Regions from separate parts of the Zea mays genome. Here region 2 is linked to region 1. Evidence: chromatin contacts called from public Hi-C data. All regions are on one chromosome and are shown on one strand. The core of a region is the stretch at or near the end of the contact, and the rest is flanking DNA. Distances in the headings are between cores, read along the strand shown.

The links. Hi-C and Micro-C count contacts between places; a contact is called where the count stands out from the background.
Region 2: a contact with region 1 is called in a Hi-C map of endosperm, with 6 times the contacts expected there. The contact joins two enhancer-like sites. A contact is called at or near these places in 8 of 25 Hi-C or Micro-C datasets (bundle sheath, ear, endosperm and 3 more).

The regions. Positions count from the first base shown.
Region 1 is chr4:25,447,831-25,452,440 of Zm-B73-REFERENCE-NAM-5.0, reverse strand. No RefSeq gene overlaps it. Among protein-coding and RNA genes, the nearest start is that of LOC100274564, 24 kb to the right of the region's middle. Within about 2 kb of position 1,765, at least 18 of the 20 cell types and tissues checked have an H3K27ac peak or open chromatin away from gene starts, as enhancers often do. A contact at or near this core is called in bundle sheath, ear, endosperm and 3 more, where this site is marked.
Region 2 is chr4:25,514,654-25,519,053 of Zm-B73-REFERENCE-NAM-5.0, reverse strand. No RefSeq gene overlaps it. Among protein-coding and RNA genes, the nearest start is that of LOC100382707, 5.2 kb to the left of the region's middle. Within about 2 kb of position 2,878, at least 19 of the 20 cell types and tissues checked have an H3K27ac peak or open chromatin away from gene starts, as enhancers often do. A contact at or near this core is called in bundle sheath, ear, endosperm and 3 more, where this site is marked.

The DNA of each region.
Region 1 (4,610 bases), core at 516-3,015:
CGAGAACCGAACTAGTCAGTTCTGGTTTCTTTATCTTGCTATTTCGGTTCTAGTTTTTGAAAGAACCAAATTTCTATAAAAATCGAGTAATCGAACCGAACCGAAGAACCGAACGCCCAGTCCTATGTAGCGTGCATGGTATGGCAATGGCATGGACGCCGAGGACAGCAGCAGCGCAAGTATTCCAGTTGCTTGGTTGTGGACGTGCAGATCGTTTGCCGTTGCCGGTTCCAATAAGTAACATGCATGCTCCAACTTCGGCTTTGTCCAACCTACCAGCTCTAAACTATACAGTATATCCCGTTCCGGTTTCGTTTTAAGGCAAACCCGCGTTTACCAGATTAATTCATGAAGAAATTAAATGCACCCTGTTAAATTAAAGCTAGCTAGGAGAGGTTGGTTGGGGACACCGAGTTTAGGCCGACCAAAAAAGCATCTTAGGTGATCTCCATCGTCGAAACAACAACATTTTGATTCTTTTCTCTCCCTCTCCCTCTCTCTCGCGCGCTATTCGTTGGTGTTTGACACTCAATTATATACACTTGCACGAGTAGTAGCTGCCCCCGATTGTACGCGACTATATCAACGGTTGCAATGCATGAATCATGATGCGCGTGTGCTACTTACTGTACATACTACTTCCTCCATTATATAATTATTAAGGCCTCCGGTTCAGAGATAACATAAAATTTTATTTCTATAAAATTTGTGGCTGTTGCATCAAATGTTGTTGGGCTATTCAACTGACTGCTGCAGCTGCAATCTATAGAAACAAAAAACACTATAGAAGTAGTAGATACCGGTATGGACTCAAGGCAAGCAAACAAACTTGTTTGGTTAAACCACGGGCAGTACGATAAGGTCTACGGAGCATAAGGGCTTGTTTGGTTACTTTAGTTCAGGGCACTAAAAGTATTCAGAACATATTAAATGGCTAATAAAAAGACTAAAACATCCACCAACTTTCTCCAGTCATTAGTGAAACTAAAATAAACGAGAGATAAAATATAAAATTGATATGATTTAGTCTCTTTTAGTAAGGCGCGCAACTGAAAATTCGCAAGAAATTACTTGCGCGCTTTACTTAAAGGGACTAAATTCCTAGTAGTACTAATACGTATTTTCAGTTGGCCACGGAAATACTCCAAAATACATATTAGTACTACTAGGAATTTGAAAATACGTATTAGTACTACTAGAAATTTGAGCGCCCACACGTCCACAGCTGGCCACGGAAAACCGCGCGACTGTGGGCGAGGATGGGCCTGACTCTATCTGCCTTCCCCAACACCACAGACCACACCCCATCTCTGCTCGCAAACACAGGCGCGCGCCCCAGCCAGCCACACACGCCGGTCGCCGCGCGGCTCTGGGCCCCGCCGCGTCACGTGACCCGCGCCAGGACGCCCGTACCGCCCTGCTGCCCAGTGCCCGCCACACCATAGACCCAGACCCCACACGGCGATGGCGAGCGACCCGAAACACCGGATCCCGAGGGGGACGGCCCCACCACCCGCTCCCCCCTCCTACTCCTCCTACCTGCGCAGCATGCATTGCAGCATCGTCCCGCTCGCCGCCCGCACAGGCACAGGGCCATAGCGCCCACCGCCGGGACCCCGCTACCGGGGTAGCCGGTGGCCGTTGCCCGCCGCGCCGCAGCGGATCCGGAGGCCACGCTAATCTCGTAGCGGGTAGGAGGCGTGTGCTCGCTCGCTCGCCGAATCCCCCGGATTACTAGCCGATACGCACCGCGACGTGCTCGGTCACACCCCCGGGACCACATGTGGCGGAGTTCGGGCCCCACGCGTCATCGGCGGAGGTCGGGTCACCGCCTAGGCCTAGGCCGAGGCCCACACGCGTTCCCGCGCTGCGGTTCGGGCTCGCTTCTCGTGGTCGTGGCGGGAATGGGAGGGAAGATCAGCGACAGGTGGGGCATCCGCTGACGCCTGCCTCGGGTCGGTGGTCGGTGCGTGGGCGTGCAGGCAAAAGGACTGCCGATCCTTTCCTTTCCTTTCCTTTTTTTTCTTATTTACTGCTTTTCGTAGTAATTTAATATTAAAAAATATGGGGACAGTGAAATCTACTACCGTACCAGGTACGACCTCCGTCCTGATTTTTTTTTTCTTCTCCTCCTCCTGCCTGCGCCCCGACCATCCAACTCCGATATTTAGGGACTGTTTGGTTCGTGGCTAAATGTGTCACACTTTGCCTAAGATTAGTCGTTCGAATTGAAGAACTAACCTTAGGTAGAAAAGTTAGACAAAGTGTGACAAGTTAGACACCAAACTAAACATGCCCTTAGTTCCTGTTTGTTTGATCGGTAATAAACATACGTGTAGTCTATCCATAACAATAATATATTGCTAGTCTTTAGATTGTGTTGTGCTTCAATCCGTACCGACTTCTACTGCTTGTATAGTATTTTTGTCTCTATGGATTGTAGATGCATCACTCCAAACAGTTGACTTTAATTCGAAGCAAACAACCCAATCTAGTGCACCCATCCATAGTTGCAAAAAATTTGATAAACCAATGGCGCTGTCGGGGTTGGCGGTGACACAGCTGCGCGGCTGTCGAAGGCCCGGCCAAGTACATGGCCAACTGGAGGTCCCGCAACTCGTGAAGCCTGACGTTGATGCGAATGTGGTCTGGGAGCTCGGGGTTTAGCGTCGCGTGATGTCGGGGTCGACGGCGACGCAGCTACGCGGGTCTCGAAGGTCCGAACCAAGTACTGGAGGGCCCGCGGCTTAAGGCCAGAACTGAAATCTCGGTGGTCTACATAAAAATTTAGGCCCCTTATAGCACCTAAAGGGAGGTGAATAGGTGATCCTATAAAAACAGCTCGACAAAACAAAATTGGACTATTTTTGGATTAGTGAAAGCAAGAGCCAAGTTCGAAAGAGGAGGATGAGAGGAGTAAACTTCTTCACTTAATTGCTCTTCACTAAGTGATTATTAAACTTAGAGCAATTATGTAAGTGAAGTGAATAGAGACAAAATCGCAATATGATAAAGACAAATGACACGACGATTTTTTATCCCGTGGTTCGATCAAGTAGAATACTTGCCTACTCCACGTTGTGGCGTTTCAATGGACGAGGGTTGCACTCAACCCCTTTCAAGTGATCCAAATATAAACTTGAATACCACGATTATCTCTTTATCAACTTGAATACCGCTGTCCGGTGAGAGGCACCGGACTGTCCGATGTTCTTCAGTCCAGCACATGTTTTCCTTTTTCTTTCTTGATCTCTTTTGCTCCTTTTGTCTTGACTTCATAAAGTTCCTGACACTTAGACAAATATGATTAGCACACAAAAATATTTGACTAAGTGTCCATAGCTTAACTTTTTACTCGGTCCGTATAGATTTGCACTATGTCCTCTTCCGAGCGCTTAATATAACTATACTCACTTCTTATGTTAGTCTAAACAACATGTGTTGAGTATCTATTCACCAAAACAATATAGAGCCCACTTTCCTTTTGATCTCCCCCTAAATGTACAATAACCTTTTTGAGTATGCATATACATATATAATATTGTATTATATTGATAACAATTAATGTGATATTAAAATATTATACCAAATACATTTTACTATACCTCAAAAGATTCTTCAAAATTTTATTTGGAATGATCGTGTTAATATTAATTTTATCTAATATTTTTTCTTAATATATAAGGTGACCAAACTATTCAATCGTTTATGAGACATTATAGACCTTAAAAATAGTTTTTTCAATAATTTTAGCTTAAAAATCTGAATAGAATATATATGAGCGGTTCTAGCGAGCTTAGCTTCAAAACTTTCAACTTGGTGATTAGATTATATAACACAATATTAACTATTATGTTCTATATGTGATTAACTGCTGAGGGTGGAGCCTCTGGGATTTGGGGGTCTAGGGCGGCCGCGCCCGGTGGCCCTATGCCCAGAGCCGGCCCTGCCGACGCGGCTCGCGGAGCTTGACGTCGATATGGATGTGGTCTGGGAGCCCTGGGTTCAGCGCCCCTTGCTGTCGGGGCCAGCAGCGGTGCAGCTGCGTGGGTCTCAAAGGCCCGGACCAAGTACATGGCCGACTAGAGGTCCCGCGGCTTGTGAAGCTCGACGTCGATGTGGATGTGGTCTGAGACTCTGGGAGCCTGCCTACCGACAACTCGGTCTTCTGGGATGTCGAGAGGTTGCCGGAGTGGCACGACACTGCTTTGAATTAGAGATGGCAATGGGTACCCGCTACCCGAAACCCGATGGGTTTTTACTCTATTAGGGTATGGGTTTGGGTCAATTTCTCTACCCATGGGTTTGTTAATGGGTTCAAATGGAAACCCAACGGGGTACGTGGGCATGGGTTTGTTCTTCCACTACCCATACCCGCAAACCCATGGGTTTTTAAAACCCGCCTTAAAATCAACATTTCTTATAAATATGTCTCATAATATTATTAATTGAATATGTTCTAATTGAAATAAACTTCATGTAACAAATTTTAGGCTAAAATTAGTTATCACTTGTTACTTTTATGCTAGCTTATTAATGTATTGATTGTCATTTACATGATGAATTATTTTTTATGTTGATGTTAGTGGGTATGGGAAACCCGTTGGGTA
Region 2 (4,400 bases), core at 1,629-4,128, 66 kb before region 1:
TTCTTTTGTCACCAAACCAGCTCTAAGACTGCAACCACCCCCTCACCGTTCAAAAAGAAACTTCGCCATGTGCCAGAATAAACGAGCGTGCTTGTTCAGAAAATTAGTCTGTGGTGGTTGGTTAGAGGGAGACGGGACTATATGAATGGAAGGATCGCATTGCATTGCATTGCATGTCGCCCCAACTGGACAGTTCTTGTTTGACATTGGGGCACGGCGAGCTCCCGTGTCTCTCTACTCTAGACAGCAACAGCGTGTTACCGACCCGATCCTCCACCATCGGGAGCATGTTCTACTCTAGCTAGCTATGCCTCCGGCCGTACTAGCTACTCTACCTGATTATCCTTAGGGCCCGTTTGTTTGATTGGAATTGGGTTGAATTGGAATTTAATTCTTGGCTGATCTGTTTGGCAAGTTATAGAATTGGAAATTAACTTTCCATCCATTTCTTGGGCTGGAATTAGAAGCCTGCAAAACATTCCTACCCTAAAACGAGGAAACAGATTCCTCTCCTCAGCCCCGAGCGCTACACGAACGTGCATCTCCTCCCGAGCGCGCCCGCGCCTGCTGAGCACGCCCGCACCCGCGCCCGCGCCGCCTCCTCCTCCCCGAGCGCCGCGCCGCGCCTCCTCCTCGAGCGTCGCGCCGCCTCCTCCTCAGACTTGCCTCCTCCTCGAGCGCCGCACCGCACGCCTCAGGTACTTAGCTCCTTGGCCTGCTCACTCCTCATTCTTGTTATATATGTGTATAGAATGATTTTATTATTTGTCATCTAGTTAATGAGATGAGGTAGCAGATGAAATTGTTCCAATTTTTTAGTTGTTGTGCTTGGAATGTGTTTCTAATTCTGCAGCAGTACGTGTAGTTGTTCATTATATATGCTGATTGATGATCACTAAAAAATAGCTAAGAGCATGTTCTTTTTTTCAAACAGTTGTGCATTCAATCGTACAAACTGTATATGCATGTTTGTTCAAGTGTGCTTATGATGTATGGTTTATCTGTTGTAGATGCCTCATGTAAATGGTGAAGCGGCGAAGACCCCAGCTGATGGTGCGAGAGATATGAGTAAGGAAGAGGGAACCGGTAAAGATATTACTTCATCAACAACCTCAGGAAGCTTGAAGAGGCAGCGGTCTAGTGATTCCTCCACCTCAATGATGGCGGAGAAATTAGACAAGTTCACTGAAGCTATTAGGGATGATGCACCAAAAGGGCCAACATCAAAAGAAATTTTTAGCACATTGGAGGAGATAGATGGGTTAGATGAAGACACATTTTTAGACTTGTTTGATATCTTAACAGGTGATGCGCGCAAGTACGAGTCCTTATTGGCACTTCCCGTGACCATAAGGAAGAGATGGCTGTTGAAGCAAGTTAAAAAGTGAACCGAGTTGTGGTTGGGTGAATTCAACTGTTGCTGGGTGTGTTGATGTTGTTGTCTTAGTTTATGTTGGGTGAATTGAACATCACATTGAGTAGCAAGTAATGTGTTCCAATGATATGTAGACATTTGAGACAAATCTGCATTATTATTACTATTCTCGTGATGCATGCTGCTTGATAAATTGTAGGGTGAAAACTTGTCTCCAATCTATTGCACATGTATATGACTCATCAAGGCACATGTGCACACAAGAAACGGGTGTATTTTGTCGTGTACAAGTTGATGTGGTTACTTCCCTCTAAATATGTAAATTCCATATATAACTATCCAAACAGGATATTGAATTTGATTCATGGAAAAGAATTCCATTAGCATCCAAACAAAAAATTGAATTGAATCAAATTCTAAGGAATTACTTTCTTTAGGAATCTAATATCTAGAATTTTATTCATGGAATGAGTTTCATTTCTAAGGAAACAAACGGGCCCTTATCGTAATCACACGGCAGCACGACCATTGACCAGCACGCCTCACCCGTTGATCTCCTATCCAGGGGACATGCAATGATAATTTAGCCACGCAACGCGTACCTGCCCAAACCTCTTATTAAATGAAGGAAAGGGAACCACATACCAAGTGATTGGTTGCCTGTATAGAGCTAACCAGGCTCTCCGCGTGCTTTAATCAAGCACGTGATCCTGATTGGTTGCATGCATATAAGGATGTTGTCCAGCATGTAGACGTGCAGGCTATAACTTTTTTTTCCACTATAAGCCTGCATCCGTAGAGATGACGCGGGGGACAATCACTGAGCCAAGCGCGCAGGATGCTAGCCCACGTGAGGCACTCAACCAATCAGCCGCATACAGTTCATTCATGGCATGTACAACCATATGTAGTATCGATCGGCCGCCTCTGCACGGACGGACTCCGGGTCCGGGACGGCACATCCGATCCGATCCGATCCGGCTGGCCGCCGTCGCCGTGGAGTACGACGCGACGCGTGCATGCAGAGCACAGGGCAGTAGGTACAGCACAGCACAGTGTCCCTATCATATTGTGTCGTAGTGTATTGCCGTGTCCGTGTACGTACGCACGCACGCACGCAGTAGTATACGGCAACACTATACTGCGTGCGAGTGCATTTTATTTTTTGGACGCAGACGCAGACGCAGACGCAGACGGAGCAGTGGAATCCAGTTCCACTGCCCCAGACGCAGACGGACGGAGCAGTGGGGCTGGGCAGCGAAAAAAGGCTGCAGCCCGGGCGGGTGGTCAAGATCAAGACTCGAGCGTGGAGGACCAGAACTACAAGACCATGTGAGCGGAGCGGGTGCCGTGCCGGTTCCAGGGCCACGCCGCGTGCCATGCCCATGCCCACCTCTGCTGACTGCTGCCCGGACTTGCGCACAAGCTCGCTGCTACAGCGCCGGCCAGGCCAACCGCAACTGGCGACGCACTGTAGTGCTGTACTACCTGACCTGCACGGCTGCACGAGCAAAGCAAGCGCAGCTGGTTTGACCGGCACGGCACTCGCTGATTATGCTTGCTACTGGTCCGGATGACAGACAGACCGCGTCCGTCTTGACACTGGCTGGGTCACGTCGTCGCGCCGCGCCCCACGCCTCGCCTCGTCTCGTCTCGTCGGTCACGCCCCTCAGCATTCGCTACGCTGCCCCCCGAGGGAGGCGGCGGTGGCGCAGCCGCAGCGGGAGGGACTCACTCATACTACTGTAGCGGTACCATGAACGAGCAGCGGCGGGCTGTGTCCACTGGGCCGGGGAGCAGCGGGCCCCACCGCAGCGGCCGCTTTGCCTGCCGCGCGGGAGGCACGCGCGGGGCCCGCCGCACCTGCCACCAGCAAACAATCGATGTGCACCTGGGGAGGTGTGCCGTCCAAGGTTAACTTAGGTTCCCCGATCTCCCACCTCGCCCAAACAATCGATGGCCTTCGGGAATCCGCGGTCGCTCTCGCCCTCGCACTCTTCGGATCCGACGTCGTGCGCGCAGCGTGTCTCGCTCTCGCCTCGCTCGTCGGAGGGGAACGGACGGACCGAGTGAGTGAGTCCATCGGAAGTGTGGGGCCAAGCAGTCCAAAAGAGATCTCATTGGCGCTGCATACGGTGGTGATACACCAGAACTCCAGAAGTACAACAGCTATGTCGCTTTTTATCCCTAGAATTCCAAGCTGTCGTGTATTCCAAATCCTTATTAATAAAATATTAATAAAAAGGTTTCGGTCCTGTTTTCACCGGACCGAGCCTCCCTCGGGGGCTAAAGGGGGGAATCGCTATGTGCCACTATTTCTCAGTAAAGTTTTTTTTTCCTAAAAATGAGTTTTGTGTGTTTGGCCTAGTCGAAAAACGAAATCCTAAAGGAACAAAGGGACATCCTGATAGGAAAGGGTCAACCGAGCCACGGGAACACCTACGCTTCCGGTATACTGCTTCCTCACTCACCATCCTTCTCCTAAAAAGGTAACTAGCATTCTGATACGAACTCAGTAACAAAAGACAAGCCGGCGAACGCGAAACACAAGAGAAAGTGCACGATAGAGAATAAAACGAAAAGTCTTGGAGCGATATCCATATACAAACTCAGAAGTTTCTTACAAACCCCGCGTCTCAGGCGTCAGAGGAGGGTGAGGCAGCACCCTCGGCTTCACTGGGGGCGTCAGAGGAGGGTGAGGCAGCACCCTCGGCTTCACTGGGGGCGTCACAGCCGAGTAGGACCCCTGCGCCGAACGGGGAGACCGCCTGTTGGGGCGAAGGGGAAGGCGCTACCCTTCGCTCTAGGCCTTCGTGACCCCGCTGCACCATCGGAAGCAAGATGACGGCATGGCCCACCCTCCGTCCTCCTCACCGCAAGACGAAGGCCTACGACGAAGGCTTCTCATCCCACGTCATCACCCAACCTGGAGGCCCACGTGGGATTCGGCCCATTGTAACAGGCCCCGCACGGAGAAGCGTGTTACGTGCCCGATTTGTAATAGCTTTTCTGTAATGACAGTCTG